5 separate regions of the Mus musculus genome follow, and regions 1, 2, 3 and 4 are each linked to region 5. Evidence: chromatin contacts called from public HiCAR-type and promoter capture Hi-C data. All regions are on one chromosome and are shown on one strand. The core of a region is the stretch at or near the end of the contact, and the rest is flanking DNA. Distances in the headings are between cores, read along the strand shown. Region 1 holds the start of AY512931 (cDNA sequence AY512931). Region 2 has its middle 13 kb from the start of Gm51530. Region 3 holds the start of Pdlim3 (PDZ and LIM domain 3). Region 4 overlaps Pdlim3 (PDZ and LIM domain 3). Region 5 holds the start of Tlr3 (toll-like receptor 3).

Region 1 (2,700 bases), core at 164-2,663, 340 kb after region 5:
CAGTTCCTCCCATCCCAGCCCCTTTTTGAAAGTCCTGAGTTCTTATCTCCAGATCCCACACAGACATGCCTCTGTGTCCCGATGGGGAGCAGAGAGGAACAGTTATAAGTCCAAAGCCCGGTGTTTCCAACACGGACCAATAAAGACTGCCTCAAACAAGGCAGAAGGCAAGGACTCACACCCAAGGCCCAAGGTTGTTCTCTGACACATGTGCCTTGGCTGTCTCTCTCTCTGTCTCTCTGTCTCTCTGTCTCTCTGTCTCTCTCTCTCTCTCTCTCTCTCACACACACACACACACACACACACATACACACACACCTAGTAAGCCTGAAAAGTGGGGCCCACAAGAGAGCTGATTTTTCAGTTATGGTTTACAGTAAGAGCTGCAGTGGACAAGAACAGCTTAAAGATGGACTTGTGATCTTTGTGGGAACTGCTACAAGACATAGCTCCTGCACTCTCCATGCAACTCCTGAGACTGACCTGGAAAGAATGCCTGAGCTCAAAGCAGACCCAGAAGTGCTTTATCTCAGAGGAGGGCTGGATCTCCAGTGGCATGCTGGGAAAGGAATGAGGTCTCCTGGTAGGACAAGAGCATTTGTCTATCACAGTAGCTAACAGAGAAAGATACATTCTTTTTTTCCTTCCAACTACAGGTGAGAAACTGAATCATTAATTTCCCTATAAATGGGTTCTCTGCTGCTCAAAACCTTGCTGAACACAAGTCCTGAATACATTAAAAGCCTCTGTGGGATTTTTTTTTCTACCACTGAAAGAGAAGATGTATGATCATACATTATACACCTGAACACTGCCTGCTGGGCTCAAATAAAGGATATTGCTGTGTGTCTTAGTTAGGGTTTTACTGCTGTGAACAGACACCATGACCAAGACAAGTCTATAAAAAACAACATTTAATTGGGGCTGGCTTACAGGTTCAGAGGTTCAGTCCATTATCATCAAGGTGGGAGCCTGGCAGTATCCAGGCAAGCATGGCGCAGGAGGAGCTGAGAGTTCTATGTCTTCATCCAAAGGCTGCTAGTGGAAGACTGACTTCCAGGCAACTAGGGTGAGGATCTTAAGCCCACACCCACAGTGACACACCCATTCCAACCAGTTCACACCTATTCCAACAAGGCCACGCCTTCAGATGGTGCCACTCCCTGGTCCAAGGATATACAAACCATCACACTGTGTGAACACACCACACAGGGGGGGGGGAGGGAGAGGGAGGGAGGAGAGGGAGGAGAGGGAGGAGGGGGAGAGGGAAGGGGAGGGGAGGGGGAGAGGGAGAGGGGGAGAGAGGGGGGAGGGGGAGGGGAAGAAGGGGAGAGGGGGAGAGAGAGGGGGAGAGGGAGAGGAGGAGAGGGGGAGGGAGAGGGAGGAGGGGGAGAGGGAGAGAAAGAGGGAGAGAAAGAGGGAGAGGGAGAGAGCACACCTGGTGCCACATGTATAGAAATTCGCCTACCTCTAAAGCAACAGAGACTTGTCCAGATTTGATAAACTTAGTTCTGCCTCAAGAAAACATTAGATTTCAGCCATGAGTTAGCCCATCTATAGCAGGGCTGAGACCTCATCTTAAACCCCGAGGGTGTGGGGAACTCCAATCCCTTTGATCTTAGGAGAGGTTCTATTTTTTCTAGAGGGGCCCGCCATAAAGCTTGAATTAGAACCGGGACCTGAATGTCATGAGCAATTTCGTTCCAAGTGTCTCCTGAGCACGCCTGGGAAACTTCAGTAAGTCAAAACATTTGGAACCCAGGAACCATGACTGTGAAAAATAAGTTTTTTTGTTTTTGTTTTTGTTTTTTTTTTTTCCAGGAGAGCCAGAGAGGGGCCTCTGTGTGTGGTCGTGCTGGAGGAGACACAATAATGGAGCTGACCATAGGTAAAAGATTTCAGACAAGTGAGTGATAATACTGGTGGAGCACCCCCAGTGAACCGGTTCCCTTTCCACCCCGACCACTACCCAGAAAGACAGAAAGGCCAGGGATATTTTTGGTATGGTGAGGCGCAGGCCCTTGCTGAGGCATTCCTTCCTGCTGAGGGACCAGCCAAGTGTCAGATATAGTATGGAATAGAGTTTATTCAGGTCATGAGGAGGGGAGTTGAGGGGGTGGTAGAGACAGAGAAAGGGAGAGGGAGGGGGGGGGGAGGGGAAGGGAGAGGGAAAGAGACAGAGGAGACCATGAACACGTGGAGAGAGAGTGGGGGAGGGGAATGGGGAGAGAAGGGACAGAGAAGGGGTGTGTGTGTGTGTGTGTGTGTGTGTGTGTGTGTGTGTGTGTGAGAGAGAGAGAGAGAGAGAGAGAGAGAGAGAGAGAGAGGAGAAAACAGTCCCTTTTATAGTGAGTCAGGCACTCCTGGCTGTTGCCAGGTAACTGTGGGGCGGAGCCTAGAAGAAATGCTAACAGTGAGGGGGGATGGTACTTTCTGAACTAGGGGCCCAAGAGCCTCACCTCCATTGTTCTTGCCAGCAAGGACAGGAGGGCGTCATTCTATGTCCTTTTCTCTCAGCGAAGCATGAAGTGGTCAGTGGTCCATGAGGGTATTGTTCTTGTGTTCTGAGCTGGAAATTCACTCAGAGATGTCCCGCCCGCCCCCGCCCCCCCCCCAGCTGCTTTAGGTTTGTTTTTACAGATTTATTTTTATTTTATGTATTAGTACACTGTAGCTGTCTTCAGACAAGAAGAGGGCATC
Region 2 (2,700 bases), core at 131-2,630, 450 kb before region 5:
CTCCTAGGGCACTAGGCACTCAAATGGTGCACAAGTATACACACACACGAAGCACACAAAGATAAATTAAAACTAAAATACTATTTTAAAAGATCTTTAATTTCAGAAATTGTAATCACAGCAGTCATGTAGTCATGAGGGTCCAATGTGGCATCATTGTCCCTGGACCACATTTACACGCGGCAAAGGTCAGATCGGGTCAGTTCCTCACCAACCTCCATAGCTGTGCCTACCGATACTAGTAAGTTATAATGTTGTTACTAGAAATATTTTGAATAATTTCGTCTCAGACTGCCACTGACCTGTCAAAGTGAACCCATTGGCATCTTATTTGACTGTCTAATATGTTTAAACTCCCTGCCTTTGAGAACCAGGATATGCTTTAAAGTAACCGAGGGCAATTCAAGGGCAAGCCAAGGTTCTGAAAGCTAAAGCAATTCTGAAAAATCTCAATGTGAATTTCTAGAAAGGGATCCTTGAATACTTTCCATATCATAAACAAAATATTGGATAAATTTTTGGTAGAGGAGAAAGAGTTGATTTGAATCTCAAAGCCTGTACGTAATAGCAGCAGTAAGGGCATCTTCTGTAGGTTGAACAGGAAGAGGGAGGCTGTGGCAACTTAAAAGTTGGGGTGAACACTAGGAGGGGGCAGAGTACTGAGAGGTCTATTGTGAAGTTTTCTTGTTAGGAGCATCAGAAGAAAACGTGGGACACGTTGGGTGGATCTCTGGGGCGGAGAGGCTTAAACGCGTGGCAAGGGTCTCTGCAGTATCCTCTCCTCACTTATGAGTAAAATGATTGGCTTTGGACTAGACATTAGAAATGAACGAGAATAATGCTTGTCTTGAGAGGAAGAGGGTGGGAGAAGGAAAAGAGACAGAGACAGAGATAGAGGAGAGAGACATGGAGGGAGATAGAGATAGAAACACATAGAAGTACAGCTACAGAAACATACATACATACACGGGGTGGGGGAGACAGAGACAGAGAGAGACAGTGACACAGAGAGAGAGGGACAGAGACAGAGACAGAGACAGAGACACAGAGAGAGGCACCAGACAGCCTTTTTACAACTTAATAATGTGGTCTGTGGAAAGCAGGCTAGTAAAGAAGATTAATTTGAGCAGAAGGATTCATTTTGCCTGCAGCGCAGAGGGCAGGGTGGACTAAAACATCTCGAAGAAACTAAATGTCCCTTAACAGATGGAAATGATAAACAGGCTTTTAAAGAGCCTGTTTCAATTCCCACACAATGAGAGCTGAGCGAGTACTGGAACACAGGGGTCACTGAGCAAGAGGGCAGCAAGCCGAGAGAGGCCTTGAAGACACAGCTCAGCTCAAACAAGCTCAAACGTGCTTTAGATGTGGGCGTGGTCCGCGCCAAAGGGACCTGATGCTTACAAAGTAGACTTGGCTGGTGTTGTAAATACAGGCAAGTCCTCGGCATTGCTGCAAGCAGTGATACTTTTGCAGGAAAGGACTGTTGGTCTCAACCAAGTTACCTTCCCAGAGACTGCCTTCTTGTTTTTTGTTTTGTTTTGTTTGTTTGTTTGCTTGTTTTGTTTTTGTTTTTTTTTGCTAATTTTCTGTATCAGCCGTTTTCAACCTGTGAGTCTCACGACCCCTTTGGGGGAAGAACAACCCTTTCACACGGGTCCCATATCAGATATCCTGCATGTTTACATTACGATTCATAACTAGCAAAATTACTAGAAGTAGTAAAGAAAACAGTTTTATGGTTGGGGGCCAGAGGTCACAGCATTAGGAAGGTTGAGAACCACAGCTCTAGGCAATCATGTCCAACCTGAGGCGCCGGGCTTCCACTTCTAGCATGCAAGGATGTGGGGCAGTGAGCTGTGCACAGACAGCCTGGTCCCCAGTCGAGCACAGGCCTGGAACCCCGGTGACCCTAAGGGACTGCAGGTGCTCCACCACACCTCCTGGGCCCCTGGCTCTTGTTGCAGCTACAGCCTCTAGGCAATGCCGGAAACTCCTGGTATTCTGTTTGTACTCCACCCCCTCAGTTACCTGGCAACAGCCAGGATGGCCCAGCCCACTATAAAAGGAGCTGCTTGCCCCCTCCTCCCTCTCTTACCTCTTATTCTCTTGCTTTTATTCTTGCTCCCTTGCACACACTTGCCTTTCCTTCCTCCACTCTCCATGTGGCCATGGCCAGCCTCTACTTCCCTTCTCTCTTCCTCTCTCTGCCTTTCTATAATAAATTCCTTAAAACTATGGACTGCCTCTTCTCATCGGGACCTGCTGTACTGGGGCAATGGAGCAGGTCTTCACGTAAGGAGCCAAGCCATGTCTAACCTCCTGACAGGAGACCTCCTTGTGCTCTAGCCACGGCTCCAAACCAATCCCAGCAGCCGAGCAAGCCAAACCAAGCTAGCTGCCCAACCAAGTCAAAGACTTTTATCCCCATGATAATCTGCCAGAGCTCTCTCCTCCTTGCCCTTTTCCTTTTGGCCCCCAGGGCCAGAGTCTGCCCAAGGGTCCCCACTCTGTTCTTAACTCTTCAGCGGTACCCAACAGCGTCTGTGATGCCCAAGAGTTGGAGCCTGATTCCCAGCAGGTCTGTGGTGACCCCAGACTGTGCCTTCCCCACCCCTGGAGAGGAGTCCCATGGCTTCTCACAGCCCGATGCCTGGTGGGGGTGGGGGTGGGGTCGGAGGCACAGTCAGACTTCCCACA
Region 3 (2,700 bases), core at 168-2,667, 480 kb before region 5:
CCACACCATGGAAGCATTTTCTGCTTAATTTACTTAAGAGCATTTCTGGGGGGATGTTTTAATGTCTCATATAAAAACACATGTCAGATGTGTTTACATGTTTTTTTGAAAAATGTAAAACAAAGCTTGAGATGAGCCGTTGTATGCAACCCTATGATACACGCTTTGGGCTTCTTCAAAAGCTTAGGGCGCCACAAATAATATTAATGTGTGTACAGTGCCCTATTCAAAACCTGTGATTGATCAGGTTATAAAGCATGTATTCATAAAATATAGCATGAGCAGAGAAGCATAAAATAAGAAAACCATAACACTTGGAACATAAAATGATAACATTTAAAAGTTTGTGCTTTCACGTTTCGAACGGCTTGCATGAGTAACTGAAAAGATTGCTTTCAAAAGTTGAGGAAGTTATCAACTAGATGCTTAACAATTACTCTAGAAATTTGCTGACAGAAAAGGAACCCTGGGTTTCATTTTTACACCCTCCTTCTTGTTGGGTTCTGCTTAAGATACCCTGGAATAAGGCAGTTTGGTTTTTTGCTACTACAGTCTTCCTTTTTAAAGTTATTAGACTGAGTGGTTGCTCTCTATCAGGTAAACTATAGCCCAGGTTTTCTTTGCAGTTTGAGTTATAGGTAATGCTTCGTCAGCCAAGTTCCAAGCTTTGGAAAAATATTTATCCAAAATGCCTGGAAACGGAGGAATACACATTAGTAATATTTTCCCTGTCTGGCTGATATGAGAGGTTCCGACTTGGCCAGTCCAAGCTGTGCCCTGAGAACAGTACCCTGCTGAAGTTCCCATCCAGGCAAGAAAACTGCTCAGATGCAAGTGTAGAGCCACCAAATAACCACTAGAGTGACACCTCTTTCTTGCTCTCCATATCTGATGTGTGTGTGTGTGTGTGTGTGTGGTGGGGAGCCAAAAGCACCCCTCAGCTATGGAGCCCTCCTCTGAGCCCAGCACTGTCAGTTGACCTTTCTGGCTAATGTGGCTGGGGACCAAGGAAAAGGGATGCAGAGTTTGTGAGCTGCCTTGATTAAATCTCAGAACTGCTTTGCATCCTCCAGCTTGTTGCTGAAGTCTAACTGGGAGCCAGAAGCTCAGGCCCCCGCCAGTGCACCATCCTGCCTCCCTCCCTGGGTCTCTTGGTTTCTCTCTTTAACTCCAGGGCTACTCTCGGATGCCAGGTGACCTGTAGCACAAAATCAGAATGGAAAACACCTACCCTGGTGATGACCAAAGGCTGATTGAAGTCTATGCCCCCAGAGAGTCTGAAGCCCCAGGGCGCAGGACCCGGGAGAACTACGTTCTGGGGCATGGTGCCTTCCCTCGAGTGGGTCCAGCGACGGTGGCTCTGCAAAGCGCTTGTCTCGGAACCGGACAACCTACTTAGCTCCTGGGGCTGCGACCTAACTGGGAATGCTGTCCCGGAGATTTATCCCTGCTGCGAGTGACGTCACTGGCCTCCCCTCTTCCCCGCCCCCTCCCACCAAGGAGAGCTCCAACTTTGGAAGTGAGAGACAGCGCCTGGTCAGAGGCGCTCCCAGCTGGGTGCAGTCGCCCAGACCTCTCCCCGCCCAAGGAGGCTTCGGGTTACAGCTTCCATCATTCCATTAAGTAACACCTGTCCTCCTGTTTATCGTCTACTTGCTCAGCGGTGCACTTTACTGGGAAGTTAAAAGCAATCACACCGCAGCCTCTATGCTTTCAATTAAAATAAAACCCAAGCACAACCAGGCACTTAGGAATTTAGCAGTTTTGTGCACGCGTTGATGTTCTCTCTTAGTATCTAGCTTTGGTCAAGTTAAAGTCTTCATTTCTTTCGGCTGTAAAAACAGGAGTAATTATTGTACTTGTAGGAGTATTGGAAGGATTTGGTGGCAATAAAATGAAATGTTTCTGTGCAGCGCCCCGCACAGCATAAAAAACAAAAAAAGTCGAGTATTTCTATAATTAAAATATATGTTCCCACGCAGATTGTGCTTGTCTTTGTGATACAGAAATGACTTTGTTATCTGTGAAGTTTACGCTCGGAATCACCCCCTCTTTTGCCCTGCTTACCCCTCAATATCTCACCGCGTGCTAAGTACGTTTCGTTTTAAGTTTGGGCTACATTCACAACTATCCCAGCCGCAGGCGGCAGCACACTGCTTAGACTCTGCATGTTGGACACGGCTGTTTAATACATGGAGGCAAGAGTCAGGACGCCTCTCTGGATGCTGCAGCCAAAATGAAGGTGTCTGTGGGAGTGGGAGTAAAGGGGACCCAGAGCAGAGCACTTGCAATAGAGCATTCTGTTCCGATGTACTGGGAGAAAAGAAAAAAGTGATTTAAGAACCCGTAAATGGAAGGAATCCGTCTGGGAAAGTGGAAACGGCAGAAGGTCACCAAGGAGATTTGTTGGTCACCTCTGTGGTCCAGGTGTGGTAATGATTGCTTTACCTGTGTCTTTGTGCCTTTGTTTTGGCTGGTGTCATTTCTCAGGCTGGCGAATAGCTTCTCTGAATTGGAAGAGCTCACATCAAATCCTATAGCTAACAAATGGTAGAAGTAAAATAAACAATCCAGGTTAGCTCAACTCGAGGGTCTGCTTGGACCAGGAGGAGAGGTGTGTGTGTGTGTGTGTGGGGGGGGGGGGTCTGGGTAGCATCCTGGTTTAGATGTAGTGTAGAATCAAGTGTATCTGGTGCTATG
Region 4 (2,700 bases), core at 125-2,624, 490 kb before region 5:
GGGGCTGCTTTTTATGTGGGCTATCTCTAAATGACCAACCAATATAGATGGGGAGTAAACAGGCTTGTGTAGTACTGCAAAGCACTGTGTTTACACAACAGTGATGCAGCTAGAACTTCATGCTTCAGCTAACCTTCCTTTGTGTCGAACAAAGTGCTGATTAGAGGTGTTACTAGTCAACGTATAGGACCCTAGCATGGGAGGTGAGCCACCAATGGTTTTCTGATCTCTTTCCACCATGCTTACAGGTTGAACATCTCTAATCCAAGATCCAGAAATCCAAACTGTTCCAAAGAGAGGAGTGTTTTGAGCAATGATGAGGTGTCACAAACAGAAAATCCCATGCTTAGCCTTGTGCACTGGGGTACCAGTGAAGTGGGTGGGCTCATAACCCTGAACCAATGCGTCAAGATGTAAAAAAGGCAAAATGAAACTTTATGCTGTCTCTCCGATAAAGTTGTTCACTGTGTATATGCAAATGTTTCAGATTGATGTAAAGTTTCCGGTCCTAAGCATTTTTATCAGTGGGGAGCAAATCTGTATTAGCTCTCCCACTTATGAAATCATTTGCTCATTTCCTCTGAAGAATGAAAGTCTTTTTTTTTTTTAAATATTTTCTTCATTTAAGAATGAAAGTCTTATCTGACATGCTACTCACCTCCCAAGATCACACAGAACTTAACACATGGACTTAACAGTAGCTGAGCTGCTCCTCAGGACTAGTCCTCATCATTGCTGGGAAATACACAGTTTATCCTCTGGCCAGCTAATCTCACTCACTCATTATTTGGTCTGTGATCTACTGGGTGCTTGCTGTGGGCTGTGCCTTGGGGAGTCTCAGTGAGAACAGACCAATGGCTCCTGTCTTTAGAATATTCTATATCCTGTTTCTTTCCCTTGAAGCCCCTTCTCATAATTTTTAGGTACAGGCTCTCCCTTCCCTTTCAGTCCAAAGCCAGGGCAAGAGTCTTATAAATCCTTCGGGCAAAGACTACATGTTATGTTTCCTTCTCTGTGTGGGCCGGGGAGGGAACTGTATTCTAACTGAAATAATGCTTTGAAGAAGCACAGTTAGAATGTGACTGACTCTCCTTTGTAATTGTCACAGCGGCAGTGAGGACAGAAAGCCCTTAGGTAAGCAGGTGTGTGGTGTTGAATGTTGGAGAGGCTTCTGACACAGCTTCGGGGTTAAGGGGACAGACAAGGCACTGAGCTTGAGACCGCCCACTCAGTGGACTACTTTCAGTATTAGCCTTTGCTTATTCGTCTATATTTAATCTTTGAGTAGCCCATGAGCTGCTTGTACTTATGCTGTGTTATGTCTATTTATAACGTGAAAACAGTGCCTTACTGGGGCAAGTAGAAAACATTCCGACAAACCCGGGAGTCAACGAGTTTGACAAGGACAAGGGTGAATTACAAATGTGCTCTCAGACACTCCTTCCCTAGGTAGACGGGAAACTGCATGCTAGGAATATGGAGTGCTTTAATAGAAAAGCTTGTTTCAAAGATGCTTTTAAACACCTATCTCTGTATCCCTAAGCTTCTAAGTAGAGGTTCCAAAGCCCTGTTCTTAATTAGATTTTCCAGTGCTTATAATTGAGGTTTGATTCAATTTCAGTTTTGCAGGGGCTCAGACTTTCTGAAAGCAGACGTAGCCAGATAGGCATCAAATGATTAGATTCACGTGGCTCGAGAGGCAGGGTTGCCTCAGAGGGAAAGGCCTCTATCTTTTGTAAGTCAGCTGCCTGAGCAGAATGTCTCTGTGATAACCAACTTCAATTCTTTGGGGTAAGGTAAATTGAATTATAGAATATCAGAGCTGAGAACTGGAGAAGGATGTCAAAACAAGACCTATCTATACAAAAGACCTTAAAGGGCTGAAGAGCACAGTAATGATTAGATTAGAGACACCTGTTCCAAATGGCACAGCTTAGTTTTTATTTTGCTTTATTTGAACAACTTAAGGTTCTTAGATTACATCATGGCCATTTATTTGGTTGAAGTCTATCAATAATAATAATAATAATAATAATAATAATAATAATAATAATAATAATTAATAATAATAATAATGTGGGCTCCATGCAAATTCATCATATTGTTCCAAATGAGAATGTATAGTTTTCTCTCTCTCTCTCTCTCTCTCTCTGGTATGGCATGGTTTCATTATGGATCCCTGGCTGGCCTGGAACTCTCTGTCTACTCTGGACTAGCACTGACCTTTCAGCAATCCTACCTCCATCTCCTAAGCTCTGGGACCACAGACACTAACATGTCCAGCAGAGAATGCACTTGCTCTTTAAAGAGACATTTGCCTAGGGACACTCTCTGTTTTTCTCTGGCTGTAAGAACACACGAATCATATAAGTTAATCTCACAGCTTCACAGGGGACTTGTCCTGATTTTTGGATTTGAAACTTCTTCCCCCCTGTCCCCCAGCCCCCACCCCACCCCCCGGAAGCGACCCCATCCTGAACAGAAACTGTGATGTGATATCACTTCCTCTTAACTTCATACCTGTGGTTCAGCTTCTAAGTTGATTTTGAAGGGGTGTGCTTTTCCATCTTCAGACACCTGCGGGGACCATAAGCGAGTTTCTGCCCTGGAAATGAAAAAGTTTGCAAACTCTAAATCCAAATGGCACTTCTTTTAAAATATATATATTATTTCCCATGATGTTCGTGAAAAATATTAGCA
Region 5 (2,700 bases), core at 185-2,684:
GCATGGCCTATCACTCCATTTCTAAACAGTAAAGCAGCAGCAAGATGGTTTGCAGCTTTTCTGGGATGTTGGCAGAACTTGTTGAAGAAGGTCATTCAAGGTCATTGCTGAAGAAACTGCAGTAAGTTAAAGTAGATTGGAGGACTGTCTCCCATGCAGCCAGAGTCCATGTTAGCCATCTCCTAGGTGTTCGTGAGCATGCACATTCCCCTCCTTATATCCATTGCACAGCTAATCTAGGCTTCTGATTGCATAGCATTGGAGCCCCAGATTCCAATGAAGCCTGAGAGAGACTGGTGTTCCAAGAAGACAAGTCTTAAATACAGAGGCACTTATCAGGCTTCCCTAATGGACTCAGAACCAGACAGATATCCACTTGGTCAAAGCTACCCAAGCCAAGGGTCAGTGTGGGAGAGGACCATACAGCAGCCGATTCTCTGTCAGGAGACTAGTCCTTTAGAGGCTAGCAAGTTCTTCTGTGAGATGGTGTCAGAAGTAAAATTACAAAAATGCAGCCCAACCTGTTTTCAAGGAACCCACAGAGGTGAAATCTTGCCAAGACTATCAACGTTGTGTTGGCATCCAGGTGGATCAATGTAGAGGTCATTAATTTACTGAGGACAAAGTGCTTGCTTATGGTGTTGAGCTAAGAGTGTAGCCATGAGCCAGGTAACCACAGGAAGTAACCTCCTGGGGCCAGGGAAGAGCAATTTGCACCAGGATACAAAGTTACTTCTTGCTTTCACTTCTGTGGCCATTCACCTTTTCCACTTTCACCTCTGCCAAACAAAGGAACTATTGACTGAGAGCTCAGGCACTCCCCTCTCTTGGCTTCAAGACAAGAAGATCAGGTCAGGTGCTCTCCCATTTCTTGTATGCTTTATTACGTTTAACTTTTTTTTTAAAACTAAATAACAACCTGGCTGAATACTATGTCATTGCTCATCTGTAATGAAAAGAAAACTGACTTCATTCCCTTGCAACTCCGTTTCTTTAACCAGTTGGAGTCCTCATAGCTAATTGAGGAAGAAGGAGTTAATCCCGAGCTCTTCTCTGACCAAACAGATGCCTACTGATGCCTAATTTGTGGGTTTTGTGGAAAACTGGGCCTGCTTGAGTAAGAAAGGCTCTTTGTGACACCCAGTGCTGGACCAAACTTCTGCCTTCCTTCCTCCCTCCCTGCTCCCTTCCCCCATTGTTATTTCCCGGCCTAGTTGTTTCTGGGAGTTTCCTGCTTTTGAGGCAGGACCTCCTCCTGTGTCCGAGATGTCCTCAACATTTCCTGCTGGAAAACTGGATGGCCATTTTTACCTAAGAGATTAAGTTCGACTTTACTCATTTTGCAAAGAAGATAAAGCGAGGTAAGTGAATGGCTTTCACTTTGTTTAGACACATCCCATTTCCCCACACGGCCGGTCCCTGTTGGCCCCTCCCACTATGCGCGATTCCCGACCAGCACTCTGGGTCTCTGGGCGGCAGTCCCAACCTCAGACCATGCACTGCGCATATCACAGGTTTGCAAGGATCTGAAACCCACTGCAGAGGGCTTGGCTCTGAAGCCAGAAACTTACTGACTTCCAGAATTCTGCCCCCAGGCGGCGGCCGGTTCCTCGGCTTACACCTTCCTCCCTGAAGGTCGATTTGTGACCATTTCAATGAATCCCAGGAGGCCCTTAAAAAGAAACTAAAAAAGGGTAACAGTTTAATAACAATTTAACTGTTTCGCTGAAAATATCCTCTCTCTCTCCCTCTCCCTCTCCCCCTCCCCCCCCCCCCCTCTCTCTCTCTCTCTCTCTCTCTCTCTCTCTCTCTCTCAACTTAAGTTTCACTTTCAGGCTGAAAGGAAATGTGTGATTTAAAAAAAAAAGTCTGAATGAAAACTAAGGGGATGCAGGACCTCAGGCTGAGTAAAATCAGAATGTACTTGGCTTTTGAGGTTGACGCACCTGTTCTCTATCTGGGAAGTTAAACTGCCTGAATCACAATCGCGCACCAAAAGAAGATAGAAGATGATGCAGGTATTGGGAGAAGGGGAAAAATGCACCATAGTTCCAAATGTAAATTTAGCTACAAATTCTGATATCTTGTGATGAAATGCCAATTTTATGCAGCAACTAAAACAACAGCAGCAAGAACATACTTCCTCTATAGACTTCTCTTCTTGGAAAGATACTTTGAGAAAGCATTCAAAGTGATTTTGTAAAAGGCTTTAAAAAGTGGGTGAATGTGGCTCTGAGGGGTGTAAGGGGTAAACAAGATCAAAATACATATGTATGTGTAATGAATAGTATGAAATCATCAAAGAGCAAGTAAAAGGATTATATTAAAAGGTAGTTAAAAATACTTTTTAAAAAATTGCACCTTTTCCAAAAACAAAATAAAACAACAACAACAACAACAACAACAAAAACGCAGAAGGTTAAAAAGTCCTTTGTATTTAGTGAGCTAGAAAGGAAGACCTGGCACTCCATGACAATGTTCTTGAGAAAGGACAAATTCTCAGATGTTTCTAGGAACTGGCCAGTCACTTTCTGTTACAGAATGAAGAAGGGCAGCAGGAGAGGAGGGCAGGCTGTTCTGGAAGTTGTAGAGTAAGGCCAGAAACCAGGCTGGCAAATTATGGACTAGTTTGGGGAAAGCAGTCAACCTTCACCATATAGAAGTTGTCATAAGCTCTTCTCATGACTTTATGATGTGATT

Evidence for each region. Promoter capture Hi-C pulls out the DNA fragments that hold promoters and counts their contacts. HiCAR-type assays count read pairs that join an accessible place to other places.
Region 1: a contact with region 5 is called in a HiCAR-type map of embryonic stem cells, with 3 times the contacts expected there. The contact joins the promoter of AY512931 here to the promoter of Tlr3 in region 5. A contact is called at or near these places in 8 of 39 promoter capture datasets (the 3T3-L1 cell line, 3T3-L1-derived adipocytes, cranial neural crest and 4 more) and 1 of 115 datasets of contacts at active chromatin or transcription factors (embryonic stem cells).
Region 2: a contact with region 5 is called in a promoter capture Hi-C map of cranial neural crest. The contact joins the enhancer-like site here to the promoter of Tlr3 in region 5. A contact is called at or near these places in 15 of 39 promoter capture datasets (the 3T3-L1 cell line, 3T3-L1-derived adipocytes, cranial neural crest and 8 more), 3 of 115 datasets of contacts at active chromatin or transcription factors (cardiomyocytes, large pre-B cells and trophoblast stem cells) and 2 of 9 other capture datasets (adipose tissue and embryonic stem cells).
Region 3: a contact with region 5 is called in a promoter capture Hi-C map of embryonic stem cells. The contact joins the promoter of Pdlim3 here to the promoter of Tlr3 in region 5. A contact is called at or near these places in 17 of 39 promoter capture datasets (the 3T3-L1 cell line, 3T3-L1-derived adipocytes, the C10 cell line and 10 more), 1 of 115 datasets of contacts at active chromatin or transcription factors (astrocytes) and 3 of 9 other capture datasets (adipose tissue, liver and pancreatic islet).
Region 4: a contact with region 5 is called in a promoter capture Hi-C map of pre-B cells. The contact joins the enhancer-like site here to the promoter of Tlr3 in region 5. A contact is called at or near these places in 16 of 39 promoter capture datasets (the C10 cell line, the HPC-7 cell line, cranial neural crest and 8 more), 3 of 115 datasets of contacts at active chromatin or transcription factors (astrocytes, cardiomyocytes and embryonic basal ganglia) and 1 of 9 other capture datasets (pancreatic islet).

Annotation. Positions count from the first base shown.
Region 1 is chr8:45,064,131-45,066,830 of GRCm38.p6, reverse strand. AY512931 (cDNA sequence AY512931) reads left to right here and starts at 1,413. Exons shown (of 5, transcript NR_033588.1): 1 at 1,413-1,737; 2 at 1,822-1,906.
Region 2 is chr8:45,857,206-45,859,905 of GRCm38.p6, reverse strand. No RefSeq gene overlaps it. Among named protein-coding and RNA genes, the nearest start is that of Gm51530, 13 kb to the right of the region's middle. Within about 2 kb of position 1,380, at least 31 of the 459 cell types and tissues checked have an H3K27ac peak or open chromatin away from gene starts, as enhancers often do. A contact at or near this core is called in second pharyngeal arch cranial neural crest, where this site is marked.
Region 3 is chr8:45,884,204-45,886,903 of GRCm38.p6, reverse strand. It overlaps Pdlim3 (PDZ and LIM domain 3), which reads right to left and starts at 1,417. Exons shown (of 8, transcript NM_001374652.2): 1 at 1,232-1,417. The coding sequence starts at 1,324.
Region 4 is chr8:45,900,380-45,903,079 of GRCm38.p6, reverse strand. Pdlim3 (PDZ and LIM domain 3) reads right to left here. Exons shown (of 8, transcript NM_001374652.2): 3 at 2,521-2,605. Among named protein-coding and RNA genes, the nearest start is that of Pdlim3, 16 kb to the right of the region's middle. Within about 2 kb of position 1,374, at least 36 of the 459 cell types and tissues checked have an H3K27ac peak or open chromatin away from gene starts, as enhancers often do. A contact at or near this core is called in cardiomyocytes and pre-B cells, where this site is marked.
Region 5 is chr8:45,409,114-45,411,813 of GRCm38.p6, reverse strand. It overlaps Tlr3 (toll-like receptor 3), which reads left to right and starts at 1,434. Exons shown (of 7, transcript NM_001357316.1): 1 at 1,434-1,514; 2 at 1,836-2,018.